Linked DNA regions of Mus musculus: regions 1, 2 and 4 are each linked to region 3. Evidence: chromatin contacts called from public Hi-C and promoter capture Hi-C data. All regions are on one chromosome and are shown on one strand. The core of a region is the stretch at or near the end of the contact, and the rest is flanking DNA. Distances in the headings are between cores, read along the strand shown. Region 1 holds the start of Cr1l (complement component (3b/4b) receptor 1-like). Region 2 holds the start of Spata17 (spermatogenesis associated 17). Region 3 holds the start of Angel2 (angel homolog 2). Region 4 holds the start of A430105J06Rik (a long non-coding RNA gene).

Region 1 (6,184 bases), core at 2,265-4,764, 4.2 Mb after region 3:
ACATACAGAACAGAAAGAAAGTAATCATGTAGATGGACACAGAAATTAGAGTTGTGCTCTACAGACATAGAAGGCCTAAAGCTCCCAGAAGCTGGAGGAGGCAAGAAAGATCCCACCCCTAAAGACATCAAAGGGAACAGAGTCCTGATAACACCTTATTTTGAACTTTTAGACTTAGAATCAAACTCTTAATAATTTTTCTTGTTTGAAAACACTCTGTGGTACTCATGTCAACAACCTTGGTAAACTAATAAAAGCTGTAAATTTAAGGCCTGATCTTCCTCGGAGCTCCCTGGGCTTTTCTTTCTTCTAGCAGCATCCACTCTGAATTTCAGAAGTCTGTGTACTTAGACTGCACTATCTCAACCAGTGAGTGCTTCACTTTCTATGTTTCCATAGTTAGAGACATCCCCTAAAGGCTTATAGATTAAAGGCGTAGTCTCACAGGCTATGATCTTATTGGGATGTGGTAGAATCTTTAAGAGGTAGGCCTTAAGGGACAAAATTAGGACACCAGTGACAATGCCTTAGGAGAAGATATTGAGACCTTAGCCCTTTCTTGCCTCTCTTTTCTTTATGGCAACTATAAGGTGAATGGGCCTTCTTCACCATGTTCCTGCTGTAATGGACCAAAGCCAGAGAGTCAAGAGAACATGAACTAAAACTTCTGTAATTATGAGTGAAAATATAACTTTCCTTCTTTTAATTCATTACCTCAATTATTTTATCATAGTATTGGAAAGCTAACGCATGTGTTATTTTGCTTATTCAACAGGGATAACAAATCTTTCCCACAAAGTCATGTTATATCTCTATTCATTTTAATCAAGAATCAAACAATTATGTTCAAGCCTTTTAAGGATAGGTAACATTGCGATGGCATTGCTTTGCTGTAGAACAATTATATTGTTTAAATATGTCTAGCATATTTAAAGTCTTAAGTTCAATCTGTAGCACAAACACAACAAAACACAACACAAACAAAAACCAAATAAGGAAGTAATAGATTAGATGTCTTTCCTGAGATTTGACTAGAAAGTAGTACTGCTATTCCAGAACTCTTGAATGAAGAGATGTTGTTGCCAACTCACCCTTGATTACAAGTATAATTAATACGGGATCCAAACTGAATGCCTGTGTGTACATGTACCAAGCCATTCTCAGGATCTGAAGGAGTTTTACATTGTTTTCCTATGAAAAAGAAACAGAATTTTGGAACCAAGTACAGTAAACTGAACTTTCTGTAGTTTATGAATTTCTAACCTGATTATAACTTACTGTAGAATATATATATTTGTAATACTTCAAAGTTTTTGCCACTTTGGGGAAATTCATCAGACACTAGCTTCCAAAAGAACTCTCATCCAAGTTTTTTCTTATTTTCACACAGTGGCTCCCTAAAACATGAAGCATTCTTCTAAGTATTCTAATTTATTGGCCTTAAAGTCTGAACATTTTTCATCTCTTAGTTATTAAATACACTTTGTTTCAGAATCATTACTTAATGACACTTGTGCAAAGTTAGACACCCTAAGTGAAATATTCTGATGATATTTTCTCTTAAGCATGCCCTGTGACAATCATTCTTATTAAATTTATTAACAATTGAGAAGACAGAATCACAGTTAAAAAGACTTGACTGACAAGAATGATGATCCACATGTACTATATACCTTAGATAAGATTACTAATAATGAGTCATAATCTAAAATCCAGACAAACTGAGGCCGACTCTACTATTTGGCACAAAGGAGCCTCTTCTGCAGTTACTCACGTATACACTTATCTTCAGCACTCGTCCAGGTTGAGTCTTGTTTGCAGGTGATAGAGAACTGCCTCTTGATATATCCTGGGAGACATTCATACAACAAATATGTTCCAATGGGAAACATGGATTCATCAGTTAGATTTATAGGTTTGGCAGAAGGAAGCTGTGATGGGGCTGGGCAGTGACCTGTTGAATGAGACACAGCAACATTACATTGGATAAAAGAACTTGCATCATCCCTCATACTCTCAGTTCTCCAGCTAGCTACAATGGACCATGCATGATCCTCCTCTCTGGCACTCAGGAATGGATCAGTACTATGGTCAACGGGGAAAAAATAATATAATTTAAAAAATGAAACTGCATTTCATTTTGTTAATGTACTTTCCAATACATATTTTGATTTAACTTCTAGACTCAGTTATTTTCTTTTAAGTCTTAGCAGCATTAATTATGTGGCAGAGAGAGTCAAATAATATGTAACCAATAACTATATGTTGGAAAAAAATCATTTTCATTTAACTTTGGAAATACAATAAAAAACAAACAATGCAAAAGACTTCAAGGAAGTCTTTCTCTTAGAAAGTTCTGATTAAGGAGAAAGGAAAGGGAAATTAGAACTTTCATGGTGGGTAAAATGGGCACTCTATTTTGTTCTTAACCATCAGTAAAATTTAATATGTAAATTCTACAGTCTTTTCTACTTGCAAATATTTCATTGCACCTTGAGGCTTGCTAGCTTTTCAAATCTTACCTTGGAGTGGGAGTGGAAGGACCTTCCTTAAAGTGGAAGCTCAAGGGAGTTAATGAGGATTTGGGGTGGGAGATAAAGTACACAGTCTCACTGTGTGAAAACTGTATCCCTGGGCCTGTTTGTCTAGGCCTTCGGAGAAAGTGCATAGGGAATGTCTCAAGATAGAAATAAATTAAGGAGCTGAAATTGGGTTAGATATTTGATGGCACCTATTAAATACCAATACCACGAAAGACATCAATATCTCCATTTCACAGATAAGGAAACACAAAAATATTAACTTTCCTCATAACCAAATTCTAGGATTAGAAATTGCATCTCTCAATATTCCTGCAACCCCCTGCTCCCCACACCGTTTCTCTCACTACATTCAGCACAGAAAAGCACAGCGTACAGCTAATAAAGACAAGCAGCTGGGAGACCACGCGTTCCTGCCGGCTGCGTACGACCCAAGATCTGGGTAGAGGGCGCCCCACGCTCACCCATGGGAAAGGGGCGCTGAGCACTCACAGGCAGCCCAGACCAGCGTTGGAGTCTGCGCAGAGCCTATTTACCGCGGGTTCCCGGTGAACCGTGTGTCCGTGCTTCCCCAGGCCTCCCCGCAGCTCACCCAAAGTAAATGGCAGCAAGAACAGCAGCAAAACTTCTAGCTTGACTCCTCCCCGGCCGAAGGCTACAAGGAGCCACACCGGATCCAGAGGCTCTGAACTCCGAGAAGAGACCTCCATTCCCCTCACACCGTTCTCAAACAACGTTTTACGGCAAATGGTGTAGAAAGCAGTCCCACCCAGAAATGGCGCTGGGTTCCGGAATAAAACTTCCTCTAGCTGGGCTAGGCGCGGTCTTGTTTACTCCAAGCCCCTGGGATTTCTGTGGAATTACCCTTGGGAGATTGATTCAGCAATGCAGAAACTGGTTCAATACCTAGTAGGTCAGCTCCAGGAAGTTTTCCACTTGCAGGAACCTTCGACTCCAAAGAAAACAAGGCATTATGGGAACTCGGTTTGCATATAGCCCGGCCTTACTCCTTTTAAAAATCTGCAAGGGTGGAGCCTAACCCTAATCTGCAACAGTGAGCTGACAGTTGCATACCCTGTCTAGTATACAGTAAGAACCTATTTCCTTATGATGAATTCGGATGTAACGTGCCGCTGGAAACAAAAAATGAAAGGTAAAAACCATAGCTCTCATCTTAAAAGGATTAGGAGTTTATTCTGAAGCCATTTTGAGTGATCATGACCCTGGAACAATGATATGGTCACCCCAAATTTCATGGAAGCAGTTTCATAAAGTTTTTGTGGTTTTACAGAGCAGAGAAAGTCACAAATTAAGGCAAGTTTAAAATATATTGTTGGGTACATACAAGAAGCAGGTAGTGGAAGCTTTTCTATAGGCTCAGGATGACTCTAATGGCACTCGGCTTTTGTATTGGTAGAAGCTAGTTGCCTGATAAGTCAGTAGATTCTAAAAGGTTGTTTGTGGTTTTGTTTGTTTGTTTGTTTGTTTGTTTTGTATCTATTGTATCATGATGTTAGTTCTGACTTAGCCCAAGATAAGGTAATTATTGGTCTCTGGACCAGCAAAATTGCAATCTCTCCAGAGTACTGAAATTCTAATCAGCCAATAGTCTTTGCAGAAACAGTTAACTTTCAGGAATTTCCTTTCACAGTCAGACGCAGTTTCTTTCCGGAAGTTTTTGTTCACAACCATGTCAGTGCTATTCAGCCTAGACCAGGATAGTGCAGTAATGAATCAGGGAGCGAAGCCAGGCCTTGCCATCATCCAAGTGAGATTTGATGGCAGATGAACAATTAATAAGTTTTCAGAAATGGAATAAACAGGATTTGCACTGAATTTTAATTCCTTTCTTAATACTAATGAGAGAGAGAGAGAGAGAGAGAGAGAGAGAGAGCCCTACTCAGAGATTGGTGGTAGTGCTTCTAGAAATAACAAATATAAAGAGCCAAGTTTGGGGAATAGAATTAAGAACTCAAATATTCCAAGAGAGAAATAGGACATGCGAACAAACATGTCCACATTCTGTTTTCAGAACCTGTGATAGGTACTTTATACGGCAGGAAAAGAAATGGCTAATTAAATTAAATCAAGAACATTTAAGTGGGGAGGTAATCCTGTCTGCCAAAGTGGGCTTAATAACCCTAAGGAACCTTACAGGAACATAGTCCTAAATCAGAGAGGAAGAACAATGAGGGCAGAGATCAAAGTTGCTGCCTCCAGAGAGCAAATGATAGCAGCCTCTAAAATGTGGAACAAATAAGCAGATTCTTCCCCGAAGCTTTCATATGGAACCAGTCCTGCTAGCACTTTGGATTTAGAATTTAAGTTATTCTCGAAAAAGTATGGAAGAAGTTATATTGCAGGTAAGTATACTTTCTTGCACCATATGCTATCAGAATACACTGCTATCCCCACATTGTTTGGAGGTTACATTTTAGCATCCACTTTCTTCCCTGAGTCCTTGATGGGTTTAGCTCCTGGCTGATATTTACTTCCAACAATGCTCCTCTTCTCTCACTCCTCATTGGCTTCAAAGATTACAGAAACTTTTTTCCACATGCTTGGCTTCACCGTTCCTTAAATTATCTTTGCCTATGATCTTGTCCTCCACTCTACTATGCCACCAAGGCTCATGAGAATATCCTAGAACTGTCATTATAACTGTGTCCTCTCCATGAGCTTAACTATCCCTCTTAACCACAAGTCCTACCCTTCTGGTTCACTCCCAGTGTCCTGATTCTCAAAATCTCCATTTCACAGTGTCTGCAAACCCATAGACCTGCCACAACTGGTCTCTTGCTAGATTAAGTTTGTGCTCCATCCTTACAGTCACCATTTTATATACACCTTCACTTACAGTACTTATTGGACAGAACAACAAAAATTTCAATTCTCTATTATTTTGCCTCCATTGCTCTAACGCTGAGTGTGGCTAGTGAAAAACGAAGAATTAGTGACAACTGGTCTTACTGTAAGGGACTGTACTGACTGGTTTTGTGTGTCAACTTGACACAGGCTGGAGTTATCACAGAGAAAGGAGCTTCAGTTGGGGAAGTGCCTCCATGAGATCCAGCTGTGAGGCATTTTCTCAATTAGTGATCAAGGGGGAAGGCCCCTTGAGGGTGGGACCATCTCTGGACTCATAGTCTTGGGTTCTATAAGAGAGCAGGCTGAGCAAGCCAGGGGAAGCAAGCCAGTAAGTAACATCCCTCCATGGCCTCTGCATCAGCTCCTGCTTCCTGACCTGCTTGAGTTCCAGTCCTGACAACCTTTAGTGATTAACAGCAATGTGGAAAGTGTAAGCTGAATAAACCCTTTCATCCTGAACTTACTTATTGGTCATGATGTTTGTGCAGGAATAGAAACCCTGACTAAGACAGGGTCCCTGATTCTCTGAAGAATGATACTGCAGTCTCAAATAATATGTAAACGCAAAGAGTGTTTTATTTTGCAGAAGTTCAGCATGCTGGGGTCTACCATCTACAAAGATAGAGCGATCCCAAAGTGAGCTCCCAGGCCTGTTTTAAAGCACATTAGGGGAATTCCAGGGAGGGTTAGGTGACCTCTATCTTAATCTTGGCTATCTCTAATGATACTCCATTGCTGGGACCTGGAGGGGCTAGAAGCTGTTGCTGGAGAAGTCT
Region 2 (6,555 bases), core at 1,029-3,528, 3.7 Mb before region 3:
ATCATTTACCCTTCCCAATAAACCTCTAGGCTTTGTCGTTTTTCATTTACAGATGATGAAGCTTACAGTTAGAGCGTTCAGTTTAGAGCAAACATGTAAGAGTTTATCACTAAAGTTAAAGTAACACAAAGTATTTGAACTGCGTCTCTACCTCTATACAAAACATCACTGTCTACTAGGGGAAAATTATTTTTTCATCAAAATTAAGTAAAAGTATAAAAGAAAATTCAGGAATTTTTAAAATAAAATTAAGTAAAGGTTTAATAGTAAATTCAAGAAACAGTTAAGAGTCAAAGAAACAAATTAACAAGTGAGTTGCTATTAATTTATGTTATTAGAACTTCAATGATTGTTCAAATTGAAGGCACATCAACTTACTAAATTAAGATCACTCTAGGAACTGTTATGAGTCAGAAACAAATTTTTCCAGTGATGGAGATAATGGGGCCACATTCAGAACAGTGTAAAGGGATTACACTGAAGGCTGATGCGGAGGACCACACCCCAGCAGCCATCAGTCCTGTTGTGGGTAGCACTATAGATCAGAATATCTATACCACTACTGCTGCTCGGGACACTTCTTCCCAGGTAGTGCAGTATTTAAATACACAGGCTCTATAGCTGAGTGTGATCCCTGAGTGACCTATTTCCTTTAACAGCCCACCTAACACATTCGGGCCCTCTGGATGCCAGCTAGCAGAAGGGAAACCAGCAGCTCAGTTTTGACTTAGAGCGAGCGCATCACAATTCCGTTCTCAATGTCTGCTCCACAATAGCATGAAGGAGTCAACTTGTCCCCACTGCACACTGAGGTCATGAACAAGCAGGAGCCTGCCACATAACTCTAAATGAATACTATATGATCTCTGAATGTTAAGTATAAGAATTCCATTGCGCAATGGCTATGCTTATTTAAAGATGATTAATTGGAAGCTTCGGTAATGTGATTATTCACTAAATAACTGTTGTAGCTATTCCATTTCAGGAAGCAAGACAGTACAGGCTGAAATAATGGTTAAACTAAGAGGCAAGAAAAAAAGCAACATTGGCCTACTTCTAGCAAGAAAATCCATAGTTTCTCACAAAAGTTACAAGATTGAATTATCACTGTAGTTGCTAGAGGTTCACGATGAAATAGCAAAACTATAGTTGAGATGTATGTTAGGATAAGAATAGCTTATCAGGACTTTCTCACACTGACTTGGTCACTGCTGGTCTGCTATAATTTATCACACTTTTTGTAATGTACTTTTTGTGATTCCTTCTAAGTTTTGAAAACCACTGGGCCATTGCTTCTAGTTTCAATGTCCCCTTTTCATGGAGAGGAAGTTTAGGTGTGGGGGGTGAGAATGCTGCCTTAGCTCTTGCCCATTTACTGTACCAATTATCTTGTCACAATGGTATAGAAACTTCACTTGGACAAATGAATCACAGATGAATTGAATTCTGTGATGTTTGTGAGATTAAGTGAAGCTCAAATTCCCATTTGGACATTGATATTCTGAATTCATGGAACTACCTGGGTAAGCCTGGTTAACGTTAATTAGGCCACTAGACCTACATTGTATAAAATAGGTTTCACCAAACCAAATTTCTCAGTGATTATTTTAAAATGTCGAAAAAAAAAAAGCCCCACAAAACAAAACAGTATTTTGAGGAAGACTCCCAAATGTTGCCCAGGGCAGCCTTGAATTTTCTGTGTTGCCCAGGCTGGACTGGACTCACAGTCATCCTCCTGCCTGTTTCCCCAGTCGGGGTTTACTTCATTTAGGGCGGCCCTTAATAATTCTCTATTCTGGGATCTTCCTTAGAGAATATTAACTTATTAATGACTTGTCAATGTATATATAATCCACTTGTGATTGATTATATATATATATATATATAAACTTCTGATCATGTTTGAATCCCCATGGGGAGAAGAAGAATTTAGAATTATTTCCTGAATTAAGTAATTTGTTAACAGTAAACATCTTCTGAGACCCCTCTCTTCACTACTCACCGGTTCCTAAAGTAGTACTGACTTTCTAGAAAGGGTGCCCGCGCCAGCAGCTTGGCTAAAGTAGCCATGTCCTTCAACTCCTGGAGTTCACCAAAATTGTTACTATTAGTCTCCATGGCAACTGGGCTGAACCAAGGTCACTTCCGACTTATCGGCCTTTCCTTTCACTCTGTTTCAGTTTCAAGCAACTGGACAGAGAAATCGGATTTGTACACGTGAGACCAGACTTGAGTCGACTCGCCCCTTTCTCCTGGAATTTCGAGCTGCTGATGGGAAGGGTCAGGGTAGGCTAAGGTGAGCGAATGGTCGCTTCCGGTTTCCGGTTTCCGCCTCCAGCCGGCTTCCGGAAGTTGCTCTCAAAATGCTGAAGTCCTGTGTGGAATTGGCCGGGGCTGCGGGAGTTGGAGTCGGTCCTCGGGCCTGAGCCTCGAGGCCGCGCTCCCGGGTGTCGTTGATGTTTGGGGCCGACGGGCGCCCAGCGATCGGAACCGCCGCCGGGAAGAGCTGGTGAGCCCGGCGGGCGGTTGGGAACGGGGCGAGCGAGCCGGCGAGCAGCTCGCGGGGCTCCGGGTCAGAGACGGCCGTGCACCAAGTTTCTTCAGGCCGCGTTCCCGTTGTCCCTGCCAAACCGGCCACATTGTACTAGATTCCGTGGTTGACAAGATCACAGAAATTCCCAGTCCCAGAAGTTTCTTAGTAGCAGAGACACCAGGCTCTTGTACTCCCTGCGCAGCTCGGTTCGTGTAAAGCCTAGAAGTTTTCCACCGCCCTGGAGGCTCTGTCCTAGTTTATGGGAAAGGGGCGTTTTCCAGTAGCCCCAGGTTGGAATTTGTCTTTAGGGTACCCTGGTCCACTGCTGTAAGTTTCCAAACTGCTTTCGCAAATCACACTTGATCTTTAATGACATCCCTGCTGTAGGAGACTCGCAGGTACAGAAAATTTAAGAGGCAAAGTTGTCCTGTGCCCCTGAGTACCAGAGATGATAGCTCAGTTTTGGATTTTCTAGTTGAAAACCCTGGTCGCCCAACCTCCACCCCCACCCCCACCCCCCGTTTGTTCCAACGCTTTTCAGAGAAACGTTAGTGTAACAAGAAAGTAGATGTCTTGCGGTCCATCTTGAAACATAAAAATCTGACCAGTAAGTCAAGAACTGTGATTTTTAAAGTTCCTGCCAGTGGGCTGTGATGTCTGATTGTTTAGCATCACCGATAACTGAAAAGTTAAAAGAATATCTTAGGTCAGATGGCTTATTTGGTTCCTCTCTAGAGACCATTTCTAACCAGTGTTGTTTTTCTTGTAGCTTTTAAGTTCTCACGATTTTCAGTTAGAATACTAGGAGAAGCTTTTTATTTTTTTTTTTTATTTTTATTTTTATTTTTTTAAAGATTTATTTATTTATTATATGTAAGTACATTGTAGCTGTCTTCAGGGATACCAGAAGAGGGAGTCAGATCTTGTTACGGATGGTTGTGAGCCACCATGTGGTTGCTGGGATTTGAACTCTGGACCTTCGGAAGAGCAGTCGGGTGCTCTAACCCACTGAGCCATCTCACCAGCCCAGGAGAAGCTTTTTAAATGAGCAATTGTAATTGTTGCACTCAGCTTGGAACAAGAGACGCAGGTCACAATGCACTAGTTTTTCTTAGCTTTGGCAGTTGTACATGTGGTAGGAACCACCACAGAAAACAAGATAAAGGAACTTCCCTACATCCTGGTGTTTCCTCTAAAGTGTACTTAATGCTTCAATGTTCAGAGCCTGGTAAGGAACGGAAGTGTTCAGTAGATTGGTCTGGTCCTAATAGAAAGGAAGTCATTTGTGTGCTAGTTGACATAAACACACAAACCAACCGGTGACCCCATTTATTCTTCATTGTGCTTTCTGTCTCCTATCATGCATAGATAGCGCTGTGTATTACTGGCTATTACTTGACGCGCTATTACTCTAAACTGGAGTTACTTGCAGTAGTGTTTTTACTTGCTAAACAACTCATCTTTTGTAATGAGTGAGACCAGAATATCATTAGCACCTATCAGCTGGTGCTTTTGAAAGAAAGTCTTAAAATGAGTCAGTCTCTCTCTCTCTCTCTCTCTCTCTCTCTTTGGTTTTTTTTGAGACAGGGTTTCTCTGTGTAGCTCTGGCTGTCCTGGAACTCATTCTGTAGAACAAGCTGCCCTTGAACTCAGAAATCTGCCTGCCTCAGCCTCCCAAGTGCTGGGATCAAAGGTGTGTGCCACCACTGGCCACCTTAAAATGAGTCTTAACTGTCCGAAGAAGCGTGTTACACAAAACCAGGACCTTTCTTTTCTAGTTAGTGTGCATGCCAGTCCACTGTTGTCTTCCCCTCCTGCCTTCCCTTCTTCACCAGCAATCTCCCTTTCCTCTTGGCTCTCTTTCCCTTTCTGAGGCTGAATTTTGCTCTATAGCCCAGGCTGATTTCCTCCTAGAAGTTGTCCTGTCTCAGCCTCCCCAGTACAGGAACTACAGGCACGTGCTGCCTTGCCCAGGCTTTGATATTTCTTAATACAGTTTTTTTGTTTCATTCTTTGAAATGCCTTTCACGATTCTTTTATCCAGGTTGTGAAATCCCCATGCTATTGGCTGTTGCTACCACTAAGTAGTTAACTGGCCTTGGTTCTATCTGTGTATGCCATCTTATGTAAATCCTCAGTGATTGGCACCATACATTTTTTATGGCCTAGATAAGGTGACAGCAGAGGCGAAGATAATTTAAATAACTACTCTAAGCGATCTGCAGTATGATCCTAGTGTACTTAAATTCCCCATCGCCCTAATGTACTCAAGTTCTGTCTGACTAAGGTTGTATCTCTAGACATCTATGAATTAGAAAACAGACACCCAGATTTGTAGACTAGCCTGTAATTTCCTAGATAGCCCCCCCCCATTTTTAACTGTGTTTTGTTTTAACAACAATAAAAAGCCATTGAAATGCGATCTGGACCTTTGCCTCTGCAATTTCATTCTTGATTTTTTTTTTTTTTTACATCTGGAATAATAAAAACTGCTTGTCTTGAGTAGCTGGGGTTTGTTTGTTTTCTGATTGGTTAGGGTCTGGAACTCAGTCTCCTATACTGTTAGCTTTGCTTGATTCTACATATTCCTTCAGTTAAAGATCAAAGCAGTAGACAGTATAATTTGGCGCAAATACTTGTGGGGAGCTTCTTAGCATCCGTCGTGTGTCAAGCTGGAGACTTTTAAGCTTTGCTAATTTGCTTTCATTTTCATCTTTATGTAAACTATTAGTCTGTCTTATTCACATAGCAGAAAAGTTAAAATCCTTATTTTCTGAAGATTTCAGTAATATCACATTCTCTCTTTGGTTTGCATGTCCTACATGTTCTTGTCATCTGGTTATACATATGCTAGGGACTTACATTTAAATCTTAGCTGTTTTCATGGTCCTAACCTAGGAATTCAGGATATATATTCAGTAAATATTTGCTGTGTAGTTATCATGTATAATCAAGACATCGTTTACCCTGCCAAAACTTGTTGACAGGATGATTTACTTTTAAAATTTTTTTTTTTTGATCTTGTTTGATTTATATTCTGACTACATTTCATCTAGGCATTAAAAAACTAATTTACATTTTGAAAGCAGAGGCAGTGAGAAAAGTTTGGCTGTCTCTTGAAGTCAGTCATTAAATGAAGAAACAAAATCAAGAAATGGTCTTCCTCCTTCTTCTTCTTCTTCTTCTTCTTCTTCTTCTTCTTCTTCTTCTTCTTCTTCTTCTTCTTCTTCTTCTTCTTCCTCCTCCTCTTCCTCCTCCTCCTCCTCCTCCTTCTTTTTCTTTTTAAACTTACTGGTCAGCCGACTAAAATTTTTCTAGTGTAAAGAGGAAAGGAAGTGGTTTCCTCAGATGTCCCTGGTGGCAAAGTGACAGAGCTGTAGCTTCCAGCAGATAGGATAACTGGATGCAGTCAGGGGAGCGTTTGGCACGAGTAGGGGGAATGGATTCCCCTGTTTGTTAGAGAAGATTGTGATTCCTAGAGGGGAAGAAAGATTCTTCTCTCTATCTCTCTTCTTATTTATATCTGTGTATTAAAGCAGGAATCAGATGCATTAAAGTCAGGCTCTCAACTCTGTAGCTCAGGGGTAGCCTCAACATCTGAGGGAATTCGGCCTCTGCTTCCCTAAGTGCTGAGTTCACAGGCAAGGTCCACTAGACCAGGCCATAAGACATATTGTTTCTTTTTTGGTTTTGAAGATCCAGGTTTTCAGTGTGTGTGTGAAGGAGGTCAGAAAAGGTTGTGGATCCCCTGCCTCTCCTTACCCACCGAGCTGGAGATCTAGGTGGGTGTAAGCTGTGTTACCTGAGTGCTGGACACCAGACTTGGGTCTTCTGGAAAGGTGGTAAGGATGCTTAACTGATGCTGAGCCCTCCCTCCCTCCCTCCCTCCCAAGATGCAGCCCTTTAGTAAATGGCTATGTCAAACCCATTCCGTTGTTGTGGTGGTGGGGACCACAGAGCTTTGAGCATGCAAGGCAGGTATCTGACCACTGAGCCACTCTCCAGCTTTTGCTTGAGACAAA
Region 3 (5,942 bases), core at 452-2,951:
AACTCATTGAAAGAATGCATCTTGACAGTTGGTGGTGCACGCCTTTAATCCCAACACTCTGGAGGTAGAGGCAGGTGGATCTCTGAGTTCCAGGTCAGCCTGGTCTACAGAGTGAGTTCCAGGACAGCCAGGGCTACACAGAGAAACCCTGTCTCAAACAAAGGAAAGGGAGGGAGGGAGGGAGGGAGGGAGGAAGGAAGGAAGGAAAGAAGGAAGGAAGGAAGGAAGGAAGGAAGGACCTTAATGCCATTTGCTTATTTCAAAACACTACATTTTTCTTTGCACAACAAGCAGAGGAGCTAAGGTGTGCTTGGAGGAGAAAGTCTGGTGATTGACAGGTCTTCCTTAAGTCTGCTCCAGTTAATAACCCTATCAATGATCTTTGTTTGCCGTATGTTGTGTAGTCAGTAGAGTACTAGGTTGAATAGATTTGAACAGGAGTCATGGACACTGTTCACAAGTCACTTACAATGTGATTATGGAACAAGGCATATAGGACACTACTGGCCACATGTAACTAACAACAACATTGTGATCACCCTTAGAAAATAGGACAGTATAAACCTCAAGCAGTCAGCCCCCATTTGTGGACACTGCGTTTGTAAACTGCCTACTCCCTAAAACCTACCTAAAATGTCCAAATCAATCCTCACAGTGTTTTGGTTTTTCTCCAACAAGGAGAAAGGCAAATTTTAGTTGCCTAGTGTGCTTGTCCCTGAGGTTAAACAAGGCACTCTGCCCTCTTGAGTTTTCAGACCGTAAAAAACTAACCTTTCTACCGACTACTTAGTGTCCCTTTCCCACAGTTTTACTGATTTTTCTATTAAAAGTGCCCCCCAAGTATACTGCTGCAAGATTCTGAGGTGACAAAAGTTAATGATGTAATATAGAGAAAATATGTGTACTAAATTATCTTCAATTAGGTATGTATCAGAAGACTGTTGGACAGAGTTTAACGTTAATGAAGTGACAATATAAATTAAATAAGGAACATGCATAAAACAAGACTTCATATTGGTTGATGAAAATGTGGTCCGAAGCCAAGTATGGCAGTACGTTGCTGGTGACCACAGTGCTCAGACAGGCATGTGAGATAAGTTTGACGAATGCCTGGACTGCACAAGACTTTTGTCTAAGGACACTCACGAGTGTGCGTGTGCAATCAGAGACTAGCTTTCCTCAGAGTTTGCTAATTCAGCATTCCTGACATGTTTACACAATATAACAACTGCAGATAAAGAGAAGGATATACACGAAGGATAAAGTATCTCTCAAAATTAACACAAGGAAAAGAACAAAACTTCCCAAGAAATTACTACCCACAGCTACACAGCTCTACCAAAGAAACTAAGCAAGCAGCGACCCTGGTTTCCAGTGCCCTCTGCCTCGCTATTCTCGCTGTCCCTTCTCCATTTATGTTTTCCAAGAAAGCTACGCTCGATCTGACAGACTCGGATCATCAACGCACTAATTAATGTACAAGTGGGTTCTCTGAGATTTGCACAAAATCAATTATAAAGTTCTACGGGAACCCACAGAATAGTATTTCCTCAACGTGGAAATCTACCTTTTGGATCTACGCAACCACGTAAATACACTTTAGGTCTCACGCAGCTCCTGCTCCTTCCTATGTCTTAAGAAAGCCGTCAAGCGCTAGCCTTCCGCCCTACCAGGAAATGGCTGTCCGCGCACGCTCTGCGCATGCCCGGAGTCGCACTGCTTAAAGGAACTGCCCCAGAAGGCAAGATGGTGACCGGGCCTGCGGCGAGACGCTCCTCCCAGCATGCCTAGCGGCCGGCCGGGAGCCGAGTGATGGGGATCCGGTAGGACCCGGCGAGCGGCCGAAGCTGAGGTGCAGCCGCGGGCCCGGGCGTTGGGCGCTCACAGAGAGCCAAGATGGAGACGTGGCGCTGTGTGAGGAGGGGCTACGGCCGCTGTGTGGCGGGGCGAGGCCGGTCAGTGGCGAGCGGCCGGCGGGATGGACAGAGGGAGGGACCTGGAGGGGCGGGCGGGGAGGGGAGGGGCGGGGCGGCGGGGCGCGGGAGGAAGGCGGAGGAAGAGGGTCCGCGGCGGGGACGCGCCAGGCGGCGCCCGGGGAGAGGTAACGCGCGGGCGGGCAGCAGCGGTGGCCGCGGCCTCCGGGATCCTGCGGGCCTCGCGCGGCCTCCACGCTCGCCGCCGCCGCCCGCGCGCAGGGCCCCGCCCGGAGGGAGGCTGCGCGCCCCGGGGTGGCTGGGCAGCGTCGGTCACGCGGAGGCCAACTTTCACCGCCACTCAAGTTCTTGCTCCGTCCTGGGTATTTTTCTTTCAATCCACTCTTTGAGAGCCTGGCGTGATGGCTCACGCCTGCACTTTCCACACCCCGGAGGCCGAGGCGGGAGGATAACCATGAATTTGAGGCTGGCCTGGATTAGGCAGCGAGCGTGACACTCCGCCTCCAAAAGTAAAAAAATAACTCACTTGAAATTTTAAAGCGCCACAGTACATGCAGCCTCTAATAATGTCACCCCAAGTAGTATCCACCGAATCTTAAATTGGATGTACGGATTATGTTTTTCTCCTATAAACTTTGAGGACTTAGTTATTAAGATTCCAGTGGTTTGTATAACCTTTGAAACTATATCGTACCACGCGTGGGAAATAGCACACTGTCGTTACATAAGCCGTTGGGATCTGCCCACTCCATTCCTGGTTCCTGTGCTATGGCATTTTCTGAGTACCAGCTGTGTGCTTGGCCCTTGGGTGGAGACTGGGCTTTCAGAGAATACTGAGGTTCGAACCCTCAAAAGCTCACTATCTTACAAGAAAAAGATGTGGTATAAATAACTGCCAATCCAAAGAATAAGCGTCACTGTGCAGGTTGCAGTATAGAAACATTTCAAGACAGAAAGTAAACCGTTATAGCACTGGGGAGGTGGAGGCAGGAGAATTAGAGACACCACCAGCCTGTGCTGATGGTCTTGGACTTGGTTTTTGTCTTGGTTTTTTGTTTGTTTGTTTTTTAGAGAAGGAGGGTTTTTCTTTGTATCTCTGGCTGTCCTGGGATTCATTGTGTAGACCAGGCTGGCCTTCAACTCAGATCTGCCTACCTCTGCCTCCTGAGTGCTGGGATCAAACTCATGGGCCACCTCAAAATTTTTAAATTTAAAAACAAAACAAGACAAGATCCAAGTGCTGAAATCCCTTTGAATGACTTTCGGGGTCAATTGCAAGATATAGTGCCCATGTTGTGACCTTAAAGATTTACAGTAGGGTTGATTTAGAGAATAGTTTGAGAGTACTTAAGTTTAAAGTACACAATATAGGTTATCTTTTCTAATGAAAAATAGCATAATAAAGAAATTCAGCATAACAAAATCTTAATACAACTTAAGCAAACCTTAGTGATAGTAGATGTTGAGACACAAACCCCAGAAGTATAGTCCTCAGAACCCTAACACTTTGCCAGATAATGCAGTAGGAGGCAGTGCTTTGTGAGAACTTGAGAGTAGCATGTCTGTTAAATACAAGTGTGGGGACCTGGAGCCATGGCTCAGGTAGCTAAGGGCTTGCTGTACAAAGCCAAGGACCTGGGTTGGAATCCCCAGCACCCATGGAAAGGTAAGGAAGGTGTCCTCATGCCGGGGAGGCAGGGACAGGGCATCCCAGAGCTGACCTGCTAGTCTAGACAATTCTGCCGAAGACCAGCCCCTGCGTGCGGTTCTTCTTGGTTCTTCTTGAGGCAGTGGAGGGGGAAGAGCGTCGGCAGAGGGTAAGACTTGGTATATTTAAGGTTGCTGTATAATAAAAAGTTTACTTATCTAAGTCCACTGTAACCGACCTGCCTTCTGTGATCCTCTGAGGTCAGAAACTGCAGTCTCTGGCACTTAGCACCTCATCCTAAAACAGCAGGAGATAAAGTAAACAATTAATTGCTAGGGCCTTTTCCCTATGATCCAGATGCCTCTTGTTGTGGGGCTACGGGGAAAGTTTGGAGCAATGAACTTCTGTTGAACCAGAAGAGAAATAACACTCACAGAAAGAACAACTTTTATATAAACAGACATATATAATTTCACATAAGTTCATACACAGATTCATGTATGCTCATTTATACAATTTCCATTCAAACCCAGTTGGGCTCAGCTTACATGCATTCTCACAATTACATACTTACACATCCATACTTAAATATGATTTTGAAGCAAAAGACCAAGCACTGGTGCAGAAAGAACTCACTCATTCTAAATGAAAAGTGAGTACCAATCTTTATCGCATAGAGAAAGAAAAGGCGTCTACCCTTTTAATGTTAAATGAATTACATATTTGTAAGGAAAAAGCTTTGTTCCTTTTAATAAGACTAAGCCTGCCTTGTCCTTACCATGGGAACCTGTTCTGTTCCACAGTAAGGAGAAGCCTGCCTGCTCCTTCTGATTTCTGCAGCGTCTTCTTTTTACTCTTTCCCTCTGCATTCTACTCATTGCTCTCTTAGTGTTTTATGTTACCTATAGTTTCTAAGTTATTCCACTCTGCATTCTCCTTCCAAGCTTGTTCTCTCCTCCTGCTCCGAAGCCACAACAATGCTCTTACTCTCAATGCCTTTTCTCCCAGTGCTGTGCCCATACTTCTAAGTTCTTCTTGAGTTCAGTTCTGTCTGAAAGGTGTTGTCTTAAAACTCCTCAGCTCAGTTCTTCTCAGTTCAGTTCTCACTCTTCTCTTTGTCCTCAGCACTTAAACATCTCTCAGAATACATGACCACATGTTACAAAGTTCATCCAAGTTCACACAAAGCAATCAAATCATAAATTGAAATAGAAGTTTTCAACAGAATGTTTACATGCATATCCATTAGGAGTAACTATCTGGCTAAATATCCATCACCTGTCTCAGCTCCAGAGGTTCACTGAAGGGTTAAAACCATAACTAAATTACTAGTGAAGTTTCATATAAACCCAGTCAATATTTATCTTCTGTCCTAGCACCTATAATAAATTGTTAGTTCCCTTTCTATGACCTTTGGTTAATTGTTTTACAACCTCTTGTAAGGATCATTAAAACTTAAGAAGTCATCAATTTATCTGTATAGCATCACTACAAGGCAGTACATCTTCATGGATCTGCAGAGATCTGCTCCAAAAGAGTGTGCTGCTACTTAGTGATTGCTATACATGTTTATTCATAACAGGAAAAGCATATTAATGGCAGGAGTCTTTCCTAAAATGAATCCCTTACTGTTTTGCTTAATAGGGGCGCTCCTGCCGCAGATTATATGATAATCTGAAGCAGGCCATTTCAGGATGATCACCTGCTAGTTATTCGCTTGTCCCATTGTGGCTCCTGACAGATTCCAGTGTTGGAGCTCCCAAGTTCAGACAGAGTCTTGTCTCCAAATATAAGATCAAGACCAATAGATTCCTGGTGTGACTCTCAGGGCTGTACATACAGAGTCCATGCAACTGCAAGCACACAAAATAACAATCTTAGTGTTGAGTTGAATTGATACAATGCTATCAGTTTGGAGTCTAGGTAGATTTTTATAAATAATCCTTATGCTTTTTAGTTTCCCCCAGGAGGCTCTAAGCTTAGAAAGAGGAAAGAACAAAAAAGCTTTGGTTAGTAAGGAAGTAGCTTTGTAAAGCCAACACCCTTTGACAGGTTTTTGTTTTTAGCTTTACCAGTGTTTAGGAAGAATTTAACTTTGTTATAAAAATACTATTCCAAAGCATGTTTTTACTCTAAACTCTAGTTGGAAGGATTTTTAGTGCTAGAAATCTATTCTGCATACTAGTGTGTTAGTGGGCTAACCTTTCGGTTGGATTGTGGACTGACTTTGGGAGCAGGATATGTGGTATCTTGGCAGCCTAACTGGTATTTCCTCGTTGAGGATTTAGAGTACTATCCACTCTTGTTTAGGGGGCTAACATTGATGCTGATGGTTAAAGATGGGTGCTTTTCCCTTTATC
Region 4 (5,935 bases), core at 3,375-5,874, 4.2 Mb before region 3:
CCCAAGGTTGCCTTCTGATCTTCATGTGCATGATACAGAACAGGCATGTCCCACATATATAAACACACAAAATATAGACAGAGAGAGCTGAGGTACATCTGTACTGTGAAGTAAAGCAAGTCCAAGGCCTTGGATTTGGTTCCTCCTCACATTCCCCCAAAAGGCACAGGCTGAACCATTTTTATAACCTGTATGTCTCTCTGGTTCATAAGCATGGTCCATTTTGTTACAACCATAATTTACATAGTACTGAAAAGTATGTCTGCTTACCAAAGCTCAACCTGAGTCTCTCTACCATCATTCAAGCTTACGCTGCATACAACTGCAGGGTTTTTTAGCCTGAGTGTCTAGTTTTCTAATAAAAGATGTAAAACGATTACATTAAGAGGTTTCACAGGCAAGGACTTTCCGAAGGAGACTCCTCTGGCTGAGGATGTGACAGGAAGAACTTGCAACTGGGACAACACAAATCAGAAAGCTTCTGTTGGACAAAGGAGAGAACAAACACAGGGGTGACCGTGTGTGTATACATCAGGAGAGAACCTGTACCAGCCACACATCTGATACAGGAATAACAGCCAAAATCCTTTCTCAAAACTCTAAACACCATACACTGAAGGAACAAATAATCCCACCAATAATAAATGAGTAAATAGCCAGGCGTGGTGGCGCACACCTTTAATCCCAGGACTTGGGAGGCAGAGGCAGGCGAATTTCTGAGTTCGAGGCCAGCCTGGGTTACAGAGTGAGTTCCAGGACAGCCAGGGCTACACAGAGAAACCCTGTCTCAAAAATAAATAAATAAATAAATAAATAAGAAAAATAAAATAAAATAAATGAGTAAATAGACTCTGCAGACACTTTTCAAATGAAGAAGTACAAATAGCCAAAAATACATTAAAAAAAAATGCTTACTATCTTTAGCCATGAAGAAAGACAAATCAAAACTATAGTAATATTCCATCTCCAGAATATCATTAGAATATCATCAAACCAAAAGATACCACATATGCTGACACTGGTGGGTCAGAGGTGGGAGAGGAGGGGAGGGAACAGAGGATGACCTTCAGTTGGAGGCCACTGTCAGACACAGCAAGCCTGGGCTCATGTGATCTCATCTTTTAAAAAACCTACTATCAGGAAAAGTATACATTGGTAGCACCTATAAAAAATTAGCTTGAGGGTTCTTCAAAAAGTTAAAAAATTTTGCTCTTAACATTTTGAAATCCATGAACCATAAAAGATGATACATGATAAAGTTACACAAATTATTAGTTTCCTACTGCTAGATATATTACATCCTAAATAAAAACAGATATTTTAATAACAAAATTTAGAAATTGAACCATGATTCAGTACCCCAAAGAATCAAAGGCAGAGACACCTACACACCCAAGTTTACCACAGTGCTACTCAGGCCAGACCTGGCATCAGCCTAGGAGTCCATCAGTGAAGGAATAGAGATCTTTCCAACGTACCTGATGAATAAAAGTCTACTAGGATTACATGCATCAAGCTCTATGCTAAATTCTGATACTGCTGCTATCAAACTCTAATTCCTCAGTCTCAGAGATCTGGGAGTTTGTGCAATATTTCATAAAACCATGACTTTCATTCTTGTACAAGAGGTCAAAAGAAATCAAACCCAGAACATGAAAAGTGCATCCATCTCAAGGCGCGTAAGCCAAACGCGTGCTTCCTGTGAGGCGACTGTCATCCTACTTAAGGACGTTGCTTGAAGTCTCAGTGAGGCCTTCCCTTCATCACTGTGATGCCCAGTTGACCATCAACCACGTCTCTGGTGCAGATTCCTGAGAGATGGGCCAGCACAACAAGCTGGTAGGAGGCACACCACTCCTCGAGTGAAAACTGAGCAACAGTTCTATAATCCATGGTCACCTTTCCAGAGAGACTCTGAATTCACCAGAGGAAAACAATCATCTCCTAGGATATCAAATTCCGAGGAACACCCAAGAATGTGCATTAACCAAAGCCCTGTCCTACCAAACTTACAACATGGAGGCCCCTTCACTGTTATCACTGCCACAGACGGTGTGAATGCTGGAAAGCAGGATGCGGAGCACGGAGCTCAATGGCGGAGCTCTTACCTGGCATCTATGCGGTCTCTCACACACAGAAAAGTTCACTTTGCGGTTTGTTTTGTTTGTTTGTTTGTTGGGGGTGAGTAAGCACATTTGGGGCTCTTCAGAGGACCTGAGTTCAGTTCCCAGCACTGCGTCAGGAAACTCATAAGCATGTGTAAGGCAGACTCCAGGGGATGTAATTATATAACGCCTCTGGCACAGACCCACGTGCACATAAATACAAATACTAAAAAAGACATAGAGCCAGCTAAATGGCTCAACAAGTCAATGCCCTTGCCACAAGCCTAGTGAGGACCTGAGTTCAATCCTCCTCAGCAATAACAGAGACCCTACTCCTCCTACAGGCTGTCCTTTGACCTCCGCGTGTGCAGGTGCTGATGTAGCACGTCTGTCCCCCCCCCCCCAATAAATAAACAATGCAATTTACAACTTTTAAAGACTCTAATATTAGAGACACAACAACTCCATTGAATGTGGTTCTAGATTAAGAAGAAAAGCTTTAAAAAAAAACAGCAACAAAAGAGTTGGCTTAGTAAATGTAGCTAGAAGAGCCCGTTTCTGCAGCCAAAAGAACAGCTCCAAGCTGAGCCCTAGTCACTTAGGGACCAACAAGACCTGATCCTGAAAAGTAGGTGGTGATCATCACAGAAGCTGCAGACAGGCTGTTAGTGGTTCACAAGAGGATACATTTGACCTCATAACTGTGGATTCTCTATTTGCAAGGTCACATATGTGGGTGGTATCATTAGTTTTGAACAATATAAATACTTCCCGCACATGCCCTCACCCAGACACACTCCATCCTGACCATTTCTTGTGTTCACATCCTCTTGTAACTGTAACTCTAAGTCACTGCCTAGAGGGTTACTGTAACATAATAGAGTGCAAACATTCATTGGATGTTTCTATATTATATGTTTTCATTATATTCATTATATGTTTCTATATTATTCAAAAGCCTCCTTAACATATGATCTAAAGCTGAAGAAAACTTTAGACACCTAGTCAGTATTTGTGCTGAAAAGAACATTTTCCCTCGCAATTATCTAATATTGAGAAAAGAAATCCAATTTCCACCCAAATCCGAAAGCAGTGTTGATGTCTTACTTAAATGTAATAGTGTTTTTTTTTTCTTAGACAGTAATGCTTACAATTATTCAATTCAAAACTGTACCATAGGAGATAAAATGGCTGAGCAGGTAATGGCACCTGCTGCCAAACTCCTATAAGTCCTCAGACCTCCACATGTGGGTACACAGCAAATAAACCAATGCAGTAAAAACACCACCAGGACCAGAGCTTCTAATTCCTGCCCAACAGGTTGTTTTTTTAACCCCTCTGGTGAGGGCTGAGGACCTCAAAAGCTTAGTCAGCTGCTTCTTGGTCTTGAAGTCCAAGTGCACTCATTCGTTAACTTATGGACCCCTGAGTGACAGTTGTTGATCTAGGAACTGAGGTTCAAGTGTCTGCACACTTAGGGAACTTTCAAACAGCACAAACGCTTCACAAGATTTAAAACGTGGTGCTTTTAAAGTGAGCAGAGTGGGGCTGGAGAACATGTGCATGCATTGCTCTTCCACAGGAACAGTTTCTTCCTCAGCAGCCATTCAATCTCCTCTCACGCCCAGCGCACATACATACAACTTAAAAATAAATAAAGTAATAATAATAATAAAAGCGTCTAAAGAAAGCAAAGCATCAAGCCTCAAGTGAGAGTGACAGAAAAGGCTGCATTAGAAAAATAAGGGAAAATCTCTTTGACAAGTACTGGACCAGAGACTGAAGTCAATGAAAATGTAGGTGACATACAGGTGTTTCAGGAATACTGCAGGCAAAAGGCAGAGACCTCCAGAATGAGCAGCCAACATGAACAGAAAACAGCAGAGCAGCAAGTGACCAGACCTATCATGCAAGTTAAAAGCAAGTTAAAAATTCTGAATGTTACTCATGAACTAGTGGCTTCCCGTAGTAACTGAAGCCACATTCGCGGTTAACTGAAAGCATTAGCCACACCGAAGCAGTAAAGGAGTGTGGGAGCCAAATGCCTGAGCTTCCTAAGAAGCTCCTGCCAAGAAGTATGTTTAAAAGTAGCAGCCAACCCCAGCCACACAATGGGGAGACCTCCGGAGACTCACCTACCTTTCATTCTGAAACTGTATCAAACGTTACTTCAGTATCTCTCCTTTACCATTTCTTTAACTCTCTCTTTTCTAACTCCCAAAGGCTCACAATCCCCCCTGCACAGTAACAGTATTTCTTCTCTCTTGTGGCCTCTTGCTGCTGGCTCCCTGAGCCTATCCCACCCATTATTTCAATCGCGACCCTTCCTTTCACTTTGCTAGGGGTTCCAAATAGAAGCTCGCAACATTGCTCTTACAGCCGTTTCTATGATCTGCTAACAAACTGACTGGCTGTAAGTAAAAAGAGTCAAATCCTCCCAAAGATGCGAACATTTTGCAAGGTTCTCAATACCAGCTTTGGTTCTTCTGTGCCCAAACACTTAGCCTATGTTTTGATCTGCGACAACTAACCGTGTTTTTACTCCACTTCTAAGCGGGTACAGGACCTGCAAAAGGCCTGGGGTTATCGCCTGCCCATCTTTTGCTCTGCTCTTAATTTGTGTACTGCCTGTCATTATCTCTTCCTTTACTGTTAAGTTTCTGATTGGCACCGGCAGTTTCGCCCATCTCAGTAACAGCTGACTGAGTGGAAACACAAAATTAACCGTGACAGCGAGGAGCCTCGGAACAGCAGGGCTCCTCGCCCAACCTCACTCGCCCCACACACTCAACGGCAAGGAAACGCAACCCTAGCCATGGGAAGGAAGCTCAGCCGCCGAAGCTCCGCCAGGCCACATTACCTTCTCCATCAGAAGAGTCTTTGACCTCATCTTCTAGCTTCGACGCTGCAGCCTTGGCTACCATCTTCATCTTTTTCTTCTTCTTCGGAGAACGCTTCAGTATCTCCCCTGGGCTCACACGTGAGTCCTGAACGGCCGCAGCCATCTTGGCTCGCCGGAAGTGCCACCTGATAATTCCGTCGTGTTGCAACACACGGAACTTCCTCCTCTAGTTCCGGAACAGTTGTCCCGCCTGAAGTTCCGCTGTGGGAGCCTCGGGTAGGGACGGAGAGAGGACACGACCTACCGGTTTTCTCCGGCAGAGTCGGTTCCTGGCCTCACCCCGGCCCCTTCTGGGCGGCTGCTGCTGACTGCTCTCCTTTCCCTCCCCCAGAAGCTGGGTTCCGAGTTAGAAACCGCATTCCGAACCCACTGAATCGAGACTCTCCGAGAAGGAATGGATAACAAGGGAACAGCTACGGAATCAGAAAGCAAGCTCAACTCTTAACATGTTCTTGTGCTGGTTTGGCTTTTGTTCTGTTGTTGTTGTTGTTGTTGTTGTTGTTGGCTATTGTTCTGTTGTTGTTGTTGTTGTTGTTGTTGTTGTTTTTCCCCTAAGGACCAAGCACGGTGTTTTTGAATGGACGTTTCTGGATTTTGATAGATCTGAGAGGCTGCCCGGGTAAGGGGCGGTGGAATGAGCCATGTCCTAAATCCTCCCTAGCACCTGCCCTAAACTAAAGCAGCCTTGCAGTTAGTCCCAAGGTGGGGTTTGGGGGTGAGGGCGACAATAGGATTACCCTCCTAAATTAAACCTTTAAATCCTACCTAGTTCCTTCACTAATCTGCTAAACTCAGACTCCACCCTTCCTTCGAAGGACTACAAATGTAAGGAATCCCCTTGGTTTTGTGACTTGCTCTTGGATTCCCCACCATATTCCAGCCCCCACCCCAAAGCCCACCAGTGTTATTAAAGGATCTGGTCTCCTGA

Evidence for each region. Promoter capture Hi-C pulls out the DNA fragments that hold promoters and counts their contacts. Hi-C and Micro-C count contacts between places; a contact is called where the count stands out from the background.
Region 1: a Hi-C map of double positive thymocytes shows a contact between it and region 3, with 3 times the contacts expected there. The contact joins the promoter of Cr1l here to the promoter of Angel2 in region 3. A contact is called at or near these places in 2 of 484 Hi-C or Micro-C datasets (CD4 T cells and double positive thymocytes).
Region 2: a contact with region 3 is called in a promoter capture Hi-C map of pre-B cells. The contact joins the promoter of Spata17 here to the promoter of Angel2 in region 3.
Region 4: a Hi-C map of CD8 T cells shows a contact between it and region 3, with 9 times the contacts expected there. The contact joins the promoter of A430105J06Rik here to the promoter of Angel2 in region 3. A contact is called at or near these places in 2 of 484 Hi-C or Micro-C datasets (CD4 T cells and CD8 T cells).

What each region holds. Positions count from the first base shown.
Region 1 is chr1:195,128,056-195,134,239 of GRCm38.p6, forward strand. Cr1l (complement component (3b/4b) receptor 1-like) reads right to left here and starts at 3,515. Exons shown (of 10, transcript NM_013499.2): 1 at 3,133-3,515; 2 at 1,775-1,954; 3 at 1,092-1,191. The coding sequence starts at 3,250. Gm32313 (a long non-coding RNA gene) reads left to right here and starts at 3,389. Exons shown (of 3, transcript XR_865921.3): 1 at 3,389-4,903.
Region 2 is chr1:187,213,168-187,219,722 of GRCm38.p6, forward strand. Spata17 (spermatogenesis associated 17) reads right to left here and starts at 2,279. Exons shown (of 10, transcript NM_028848.3): 1 at 2,003-2,279. The coding sequence starts at 2,118. It overlaps Gpatch2 (G patch domain containing 2), which reads left to right and starts at 2,344. Exons shown (of 10, transcript NM_026367.4): 1 at 2,344-2,509. The coding sequence starts at 2,457.
Region 3 is chr1:190,926,804-190,932,745 of GRCm38.p6, forward strand. It overlaps Angel2 (angel homolog 2), which reads left to right and starts at 1,702. Exons shown (of 9, transcript NM_021421.4): 1 at 1,702-1,955. The coding sequence starts at 1,897.
Region 4 is chr1:186,744,199-186,750,133 of GRCm38.p6, forward strand. A430105J06Rik (a long non-coding RNA gene) reads left to right here and starts at 4,625. Exons shown (of 2, transcript XR_003948551.1): 1 at 4,625-5,626. It overlaps Rrp15 (ribosomal RNA processing 15 homolog (S. cerevisiae)), which reads right to left and starts at 5,160. Exons shown (of 5, transcript NM_026041.2): 1 at 4,966-5,160. The coding sequence starts at 5,110.